Linked DNA regions of Gasterosteus aculeatus: region 1 is linked to region 2. Evidence: chromatin contacts called from public Hi-C data. All regions are on one chromosome and are shown on one strand. The core of a region is the stretch at or near the end of the contact, and the rest is flanking DNA. Distances in the headings are between cores, read along the strand shown. Region 1 overlaps ppp1r3aa (protein phosphatase 1, regulatory subunit 3Aa). Region 2 holds the start of tmem168a (transmembrane protein 168a).

Region 1 (4,619 bases), core at 1,426-3,925, 76 kb after region 2:
TTCTGAAGAACCCCTACAGCCTCTGCTTATTGCATGTAATGGACGGATGTTTGGGTGGCATGACTACATGTTTCCATGATGTTTGCTGTTGAGAAAAAAAAATGTAATTTGGGCTTCTTGCTTTGAAAATACCAAGCACAAAACAGCCCGTGGCTGCACTGCTTGTTTTCTCGTAGAGAACAAAGAACTGCTTGGCACCGCGGCTTTCTACGAGGTTCAGAGAAGGCTGCCGAAACAGAACATTTTCTCAGGTATGGCATGTCACCTTGCATTAGTTGACAGGGTTGCAGGACATCCGAGAAAAAAGAAACAGCTCATCGTGATTCACTCTAGATAGCCCATTTTTACAAGTCCCTCTTCATCCAGGACCTGTGATGTCATTAGGGATGAGAGTATTTTAGCCTGTTTAAGGTTTACCTCCATTTTTTTTTGCTTTCTTCTCATTCAAATTGGTGCTGGGTGCGAAAAGATTCACCATTGCACTCAAGTTTGGTGCCAAGCCGGGACATAAGCTCATGCATACAGTTACGAAGCATTTCTCATGAGAGAAATATCTGAACCTCCTCCTCCTCTCCTCGTCTTCCTCCTCATTCTTTTCTCACACCTCCTCATGGTGAAACAAACCCAGCCGACAGCCCTCAAGATGACAAACGGTACCGTCATCTCATGTGAAGTAAGCTCCGTGAAACATGTGAAAAGCATAGCCATGAAAGCACAACACCGTGGAATGTGTTTTCTCAAAGTGTAATATGTCTATACTGCAAAGACCTTTTTCAAAAATAAAATATGGCCATATTTTGATAAAAGTAACAGCCTAAAACACTAAAAACTACATGGGTTGCTAGTATGTGAAAACAACCACGTAAAGAAACATTGTGTCTAGGGAAAAAATAATTTGGCCTTATGACACCACTCCACTGCCTTCTTCTTCTCAGATGGATCTGCCTTCTTCTTCTCAGATGGATCTTACGGCATTGAATCAGTGAGGAACGGGAGGTGACGGTGTCCCACGCGCACACAGCTACCAAGTGACAGCAGCAGAAAGCCTGGCTGTCTCAGTAATGCGGGAGCCAGTGGACATCTGGGAATGTGGAGTTACTATGGAGTATAGAGATGGAGGCAGGGGGTAAAGAGAGGAGGGGGCATGGGGAGTTGTTGGCGATTGGAGGGAGGAAGCAGGCAAGTTTGAAGGTTTGAGGGATCGGCAGAGAGGCTGCGAAGGCCCAACGTGGAGATGGGTGAAGAAGAAGTGTCTCCATAGTCTGGGCGGGGGGGGGGTGTGGACGGTGCAGTCTGTCTAGTCTGCAGCCTGTCAGCCAGAGTGGCCCCGTGCCGCCCTCCTCCTCCTGCCTCATTCTGCGCTCTCATCCACTCGCCTCGCGTGTCCTCGTGCACCCTCCTGTCCCCGCCAGTGCACTTCACTGCACACGGATTTCGTCCACAGGGCTTTAAAAAAATAAATACATAATCTCATTGTCATGTGTTTGTCGCTTTCTTGTGTTTGACTATTCGTCATACAAAAAACAATACACCCAAGGTTACTATTATGGCTGTGTGTGATTCCTGTGTTATGACAGTTAGCCGTGATTTTTGTTTGAAAAGTGGAGCTACATTGCTACCTGCTGGAAGAGATGGAGCATTGCAGAAAAGTTTTCATGAAAAAATAAATAAATAACCTGTAATCCTTTGGCGTACACCTATACAAAGCAATAACCTCAGTATCTCAGTATCTTTTTATGCCATTTCTACTATTTTTTTATGCCGTTTCTATTGCAGGTAGCTTTAAGGCTAACATGTTTCCTTCCTTGCTTCCTTTCTTCCTAATGTTTTCTTTGTTATGGAATTAAATTCCCCATATTATCCCAAGACAACTGTTGGGACTAACTTTATTATCTCTCTCTCTTGAGGCATCAAAGAGATATCGGACCACAGGAAGCCTGTGTTGAATACTGATATTGGAATGCTCTCCTGAGAATATCTCTCACATGATGGCGCGACCCTTATTATAGTTTGCCTGCATACGCACGTATACAGAGACACATGCCAACACGATCCTGTGCGCACACGGTAATATGAGAATGAGGGGAGCATCAATGTATGATGATAGGCCCTCGGTATCACAAGGTACGGGTCCACAGTGTTCACAAACCGTGTCGTCCCCTGCCTCCTCAATGACCTCACACAAACGGGTAAAAGCTATTGCAAGAAAGTAGCAAATAAAAAAGCCTTGAGTTGTAGCTTTCATTTTCTTTTAAAAGTATCTTAAAAGAGTGAGTGAAGTGTGAGACAGATGTCCTTTCTTAAAAGAAATCAACAGCTTTCACAGAATGTTCAAGAAAAGGCAAATAAATAAGTCATTTTGAGCTTTTCTTCTTGGTATAGATTCATACATGCGCAGCCTTCTCCCTCTACCTGATTCTGTTCGTACCTGTTTGCATGTGATTTAGTCAATAAGTAGCCTCGCACCCCAGGCTGACCCCAGCTGGTTGACATTCCTTCCTGTTTTCTTTACCTTCTTCCTGTCATTGCTACTTTTTTTTGTCTCCTCTCACGCTGCAGACGCTGGGCCCGGCGTGCACTGCATTCTCCAAGCAGTGCCCTGCAAAGAGCAGCGCGGCCTTCACCGGTGCCAACGCTGGCTCTTGGCCAGCTCGCTAAAAGGTGCCAGCGTGGGATTGGTGCCAGCTTACAAAAGGTCAACATACCCCAGGCGGGATCAAGTAACTTCTGCTGAGGCGCAGTGTCACTCAGAACGCCAATTTACCGCACACGGTGTCACATGGGGAGACTTATCTGCAGGCGTTTGATAAGCAGATAATATGTAGAGTGACACAACAGCACTGAAGCACCTGTGTAAATATAGTACCAGAATGAGAGTTGAGATGAAGTGTGAGGACATTATTAGCTGTGAAGTGCGCGAGAATCTAAAATCCATGTAGCTGAAATTAGCCCAAAACATATTTCGGTTATGTTTTGATTATTTGTTTTCTTGTTGTAGGGTTGTCCGTGGCTACCATTTGGAATGTAGCCATCATCGTGCAGATACTTTGTCAGCGGGGTTTTGCCATCAGTGTATTCAGGTTGGACGCATATGTACATACGGAGTTACACGCACAACTGACAGACACATCAAAACACCCACGGACACATATGGATGCATATGATATAGGAAGGTCAGTTTCGATTATTCTAACAGAGGGATACTAATAACAAAAATTACTTCACAATGAACCGGCGCTGTATGTAACAGTGTGGATGTATATATAAAAAATTGAATTGTCATAAAAAGTGCATATCAAACAGTTCATATCAGTATCATAGTTGAAAGGCCCTGTGTCCCTTAAAACATATTTGGATAATAACTCTATTAATTACAATTATTTTACATTTCCATAAATCCTCAATACAGCGAATTAATTCACTTCTTCCTATTTACACTTGTTGCACTTGCTTGTGGTTATTCTATGTTGCAATACGGACATCATGCTGTCATATAACAGTTCCCATGAAGTGTTATCCAAAGGCCATGCATCTATTTGGAAAGGCATCTGGTAAAAGCAGTGGATGTAAGCCTGAAATTGATCCTATTGTGTTGTTAAGCCCGTTATATAGTGCATTTAGTAAGTCACATGAGCAGGGATGTAATGGACTATGTTAATTTCACTTACACCAGCTCCTGTCAGCAGGCACTGAAATGGAAACGATAAACGGCTCCTTAGAGACGCAGGCGGCGATGGGGGCCTGGTTTTCACCTTAAGGACAGCCTGCTGAAGCTCAAAGAGTAGATTTATCTGATACTCAACGTGTATTTCTACTGAAGCTTAAATGAATCAAAGATCACACATCTGACCTTTTTCTTAATGCTACCGAAGTTCCTTGAAACGAAGAACTGCGAAGTTCCTCCAGTCTGTGATGTGTCACGTCTCAAAGTCAGTGTCTCACTGACCTACTTTATTAGTGATACTGAAGGAGCCTGTGGTCGACAATACTCAGTATGTGAACGACTGCCAACTGGGATCATAGCCTTCTCCAAACACACCACCAGGCAACACATGCTGACCCGAGCATTCATCTGCGTCATGAAGAATTTTATTCCTTGTTTCCAATCTGCAGTGAAGGATTTAGGATTAAGGTTACAGTTTGAATATGGTAATAATGACCTTTGAGCAGAACTATTGAGTTATTTAAAAAAAATGGGTGAATGGAAGAAATCTATAGTTGTGAAAAATGAATGGTATGCAGTATAAATACGAAGTATTGAAGTAAAATGAGTACGCAAGTTTTTTTTAAAAGTTGAAAAAAAGAAAAGGAAATGTTTTTTTTTTCATTTAATGAAGAAAAGCACGGAAAGATAAACATCAAATATCTGATGCCCAACTATTGCAGACACCCTTTGTGTATAATAATCAAACACATACTTACTTATTTCCATTTGGTGCATTGTAAAGTGATATTGTGCCCATAAAACACTGCAAATATACACACATATTATACACACAATTGTGAAAACAAATCAGCATGAAGTACACATTCAACAGAAAGTACATCTATTCATTAATTATTATTATTAAATTAATAATCAAGCTTTAAAAAGAAAAGTTTCCTTGTTGATTGGTTGG
Region 2 (4,190 bases), core at 1,206-3,705:
TAGAGATGTTGTCATGAAACTCATTAGAGTGCTATGGCTGGGAGAGAAAGAAAACAGGACCCTAACCATGATCTATGAGTTGTTCTATGAAAAGTTTTTTTTTAGAATGAGGCATAAAAACAAGAGTAGAGCGGTGACCAAAATAGATTTCTGTTGTATCTTTAGATGCTTTACACACTTTCCTGTAACTATTGTACTATTCATGTTCAGGAGTTAAATTAGAAGTATTTTCCCTTGTGTCTCCTACCTGCCAGGACACGGCTCCCAGTATGACTGTCGACAGCAAAGTAAAGAACACCAGCCGCTCTGAAATGAGGCAGAAGTGGCGGATGCCCCTGGAGGCCATGACTTGATTGAGACTCCGGCTTCTGGACCGCTGAGCCTGCCAGGCCTTCTGACACTCGCTCAACTTTGTGTGGAAGCCCCAAATTGTCATCAGCAGAATGGTGTGGCAGATGAACCAGAAAAGGCCAAACAAACAGAAGCCTGGAATCACCAGATACCAGAGCTCCAAGTGGCCGAGCTAAAAGGGAGACAAAAGTGTGAAACACTTCAAACTGACAAATGCAAAAACACAAATCACTCAAATACTAAAGCATGACTGATTAAAAATTGAACAAAATGATTGCGTCCCACGAAAGCTCTACACAATCACATCGTGGAAATATCATTTTTTGCCAAAGTCCGAGTGTACCTTTAAGGCAGCCAGGACGAAGAAGGCGAGCTCAGTCAGACTCAGCGGCAGCAGGGACAGCCTCCTCCAGATCCTCCCGAGGGAGAGCACTGGTACCCAGCGCTCCGTGGGCCCCAGCACACTGAAGTACATGTCCAACACAGGCTCACACAGTAGTCTGCCCAGGTAGCAGCCTAAAGCGTACGGGTTGGCCGTGATGCCCAAGGCCTGGAAGAAAACGAGAGACGTGACCAAGGCGAAACTGACCAGGTTCGGCAAAGCCAGGAGGGATTTCATCCTCAGGTCCACGATGAGAGCCCCCAGGGCCACAACCAAACCTATGATGGCTACCGAGTTGTGGAGAAGCATGGCGGTGCTGGCAATGCCAAATCCCAGGAGCTCGAGTAGCTCAGTTGACGTGAGCAAGGTGGGTTTGTAACGGACGGAGCTGCATATTCGCTCGGTTAGAGCCCACATTGTTTTCATGATCGCGCTGGCCAACAGGAGATAGTTGGCCACCAGTTCCTTGACGTTCAAATTCAAGCTGGAGCTGTTGAGGAAGCAGAGAAGGCCGAGCAAGAAGCCAAACCACAGATGGAACAAGCTGAGGCTGGCTTTCTCCATAGCGAAGTAGTAATGGAGGATGCAGGCAATCCCCAGGACGAAGAGGCCGAGGATGAAGATGACCAGAATCATTGGTTCGCTCGTCACCTCCCAGCGCACGTACATGCCAACGCATACCGCCACAAGGAGGTTGACACTGGACAGGTAACCCAGGCAACGCACGGATGTAAACACGTCCACCTCCTTGGGCTCGTCGACTGCTGACAGCTCCTCTTCGTCTTCCCCCGGAGCCATGGCGGCGTTCAAAAACGCTTAACCAAATACAGCCAATTTCTTCCAGTGACCTTCTGATGACTTGCACGTATTTGCGTATGGAGGACTACGCCCGTTGATGACATTCACCAAGATCAGCCCCTGTGAACCATTCAAAAAGCAGAGTTAGTTGAGTCACTAAATAGCGTGTAATCCAAATGTCGGGCAATCAAACAGATGCACCTTATAGCTACTCACGCCCAGATGAAATGGTGTACATCATTTACATCTTGATCATTTAAGTTTACATATTCTTGACCTCATTAAACGCCTCAACAGGACATACAATGACTGAAAATAAACTACAGTGCGATTTGATGAAATGCATAGTGATTAATATTGTTAACGTTAATTGTTAAGACAACAATAAACAGGACAGATTATCTCGTAAAATGGCTTTTAACGTCTCTCAACCAAAGGAAACAAGGAATGAGGCCCAGCTGAGAGCTTGTGACGATGTGGCACTGCAGCAGGGAGGTTTGCTAACTTTTATAGCTTCCCTGCTTTCTAATCGTTACCTAGTTTACCAACTCGCTGCTTAACGTTTTACTGCCGTTTCTTCGACTGTGAACGAGGGAAAATAGCGACACTCGCTCAAACGTCACAGTAAGTAATGTTAAAAAACGGTTACGTAAATTCTTTATTGTCAAAAACGTTACTTACATGTTTGTTTAGATGACAGCAGCGTAGCTTCCGGGTTGTAAAGTACGGTATCTCGCAAGGATCAAAACACCCGAGGTTCGCATTTCGGGCGGGGGGATTACCGATATACTTTTGAATTTACATCTGTAGTTCACCAATCACTGAAAGCTTAACTTGACATCACAGGCACGGAAAAGGCGTTACCTTTTGCAAACAGGGACGCAGAGAAAAGTCTTATTTCTTTCACTTTCTTTTTTAATATCCTGCTTTGTTTTTTTTTTTACGTGTGAAAAAAACAAGTCCTGGATGGAATGTGGAGAATGTAGGCGAACAGAAATAATGAAATACAAACAGCAATAATCAAAACGGCTTGTTGAAATATTTTACAATAAGGTATCAGAGTTTGTGGAAAATGTGAGAATAAAGTGCCGCTTTTTATTCATTCTGGGGAATCATACTGTGATAACTTGCAGTGCTAATTTGCGTCGTTAAAACTGTGGTAATAGGTTATTTACAGGAAACATTAAATCATTTTGATATTATATAGGCAGGTTCAAGTATTATTAGACCATATCTTCAAACAAGGTTATAGCTACTGTCCATTACCATTGCAGGAAACCAACAGGTGGAACTACATACACAATAATGAGGCGTCAACTAAAGTGTCCTCAGCGTTACAGAATAGCAATACTAGAATCCGAATGTACTGTAGCAATAATCAACAGACAGCATTTGGATGCTTCTTGATGCATGTTCAGAGCTTCTTTTTAAACGCTGTCACTAGCTTGAATTCATTATTATTAAATCTCATGGCAGAAACACACTATTCACCAAAAGAATACATTGCTATTGACTGTGTAGTTCTGACTATTCAAAGCAATGAAAAATCTATGCAACTTGTCGCAACCCAAAAGTCTGTATCATCGGCTTTGTAGACCAAGATAAACCCATTGGCCTCTAGGATAAGAAGCCCATTTCCTGCATTACTGAGGAGAAGCCAGTTAAAAGGTTTATTTAGGATTTTCTACTGATTCAATGGGATTATTTGTAACGATCAGGAGACCATCAAGGAGCAGACTTACTCAGTACCCTGAGGGGTACACTAAAGCAACCCATGGCATCCATCTGTGTGCCTTTTTATGCTTGTGATGTTTTTAGTGTGTGTGTGTTTGTGTGTCTCTGCTGCTTTGATCAGATGTTGACATAAGGCACAGCTGGGAACACACAGTGGTTTAGCCTCCTCAACTGCTTGTGCACACAGCCCCCTTTTCGATATAGATATATCTACGTCATTGATACCAAAACGTTGACTTTTATTAAAATACAGATCAATAGAGACACATTTGTTTGAATTGACTGAATTTTTTCTTTTGAATGAGCTCCGAGCCTGACCATTGATGATTTCAGCCAGAAACATTAACTTAAATCCCTTATGAAGAGTGGATCTTTGCTGGATTATGCTCACAAAACTAAAAGAGTTTATTTCGACAGACAGAAACTCCTTTCTTCACACGTGTGATTTATAACATAAATTATGGCCCTGTTCCATTTCCAACATTACCAGGGCCAGGTAATGTGCTGCTGGCTCAGTGGGGTGACTCTGACACACTAAATGGAATGGCATCCTGATTAGTTTTAGCAGTTAAAGCTGTGTGACGTGTTGAAAATGGCCACCATGAGCAGCTGCTCTCAGTTTATTACTGCTCGTAGAAAATGGTTAAATCTGTTGCCATACTGAATATTTGTGCTGTAATATTGCGCACCAACTGGCCAACAATAGTTTTCTCCAAGGCTTTGTGTTGCAACTACAGAAGCCTTCATGCAGTGTGAAACTCTTTAAAAGAGAGCAAGAGTGGAGCAGATTGATTGAACCTCATCCAATCTCTTTTACAATTACTTTTATAGAGTAGCCTACTGCAGTAATGCCTGTTGGTAACCTGGAAATGTAGTCCATTTGATTCCCAAGACCACAAAAAATACTATTGGTCATGTAAAGAGA

What was found. Hi-C and Micro-C count contacts between places; a contact is called where the count stands out from the background.
Region 1: a Hi-C map of whole body shows a contact between it and region 2, with 4 times the contacts expected there. The contact joins the enhancer-like site here to the promoter of tmem168a in region 2. A contact is called at or near these places in 2 of 6 Hi-C or Micro-C datasets (skeletal muscle and whole body).

What each region holds. Positions count from the first base shown.
Region 1 is chr4:28,412,681-28,417,299 of fGasAcu3.hap1.1, forward strand. It overlaps ppp1r3aa (protein phosphatase 1, regulatory subunit 3Aa), which reads right to left. Exons shown (of 4, transcript XM_040173977.2): 4 at 4,074-4,619. Among protein-coding and RNA genes, the nearest start is that of LOC144406266, 6.5 kb to the left of the region's middle. Within about 2 kb of position 2,676, at least 6 of the 9 cell types and tissues checked have open chromatin away from gene starts, as enhancers often do.
Region 2 is chr4:28,337,084-28,341,273 of fGasAcu3.hap1.1, forward strand. tmem168a (transmembrane protein 168a) reads right to left here and starts at 2,456. Exons shown (of 6, transcript XM_040174092.2): 1 at 2,213-2,456; 2 at 695-1,651; 3 at 248-523. The coding sequence starts at 1,531.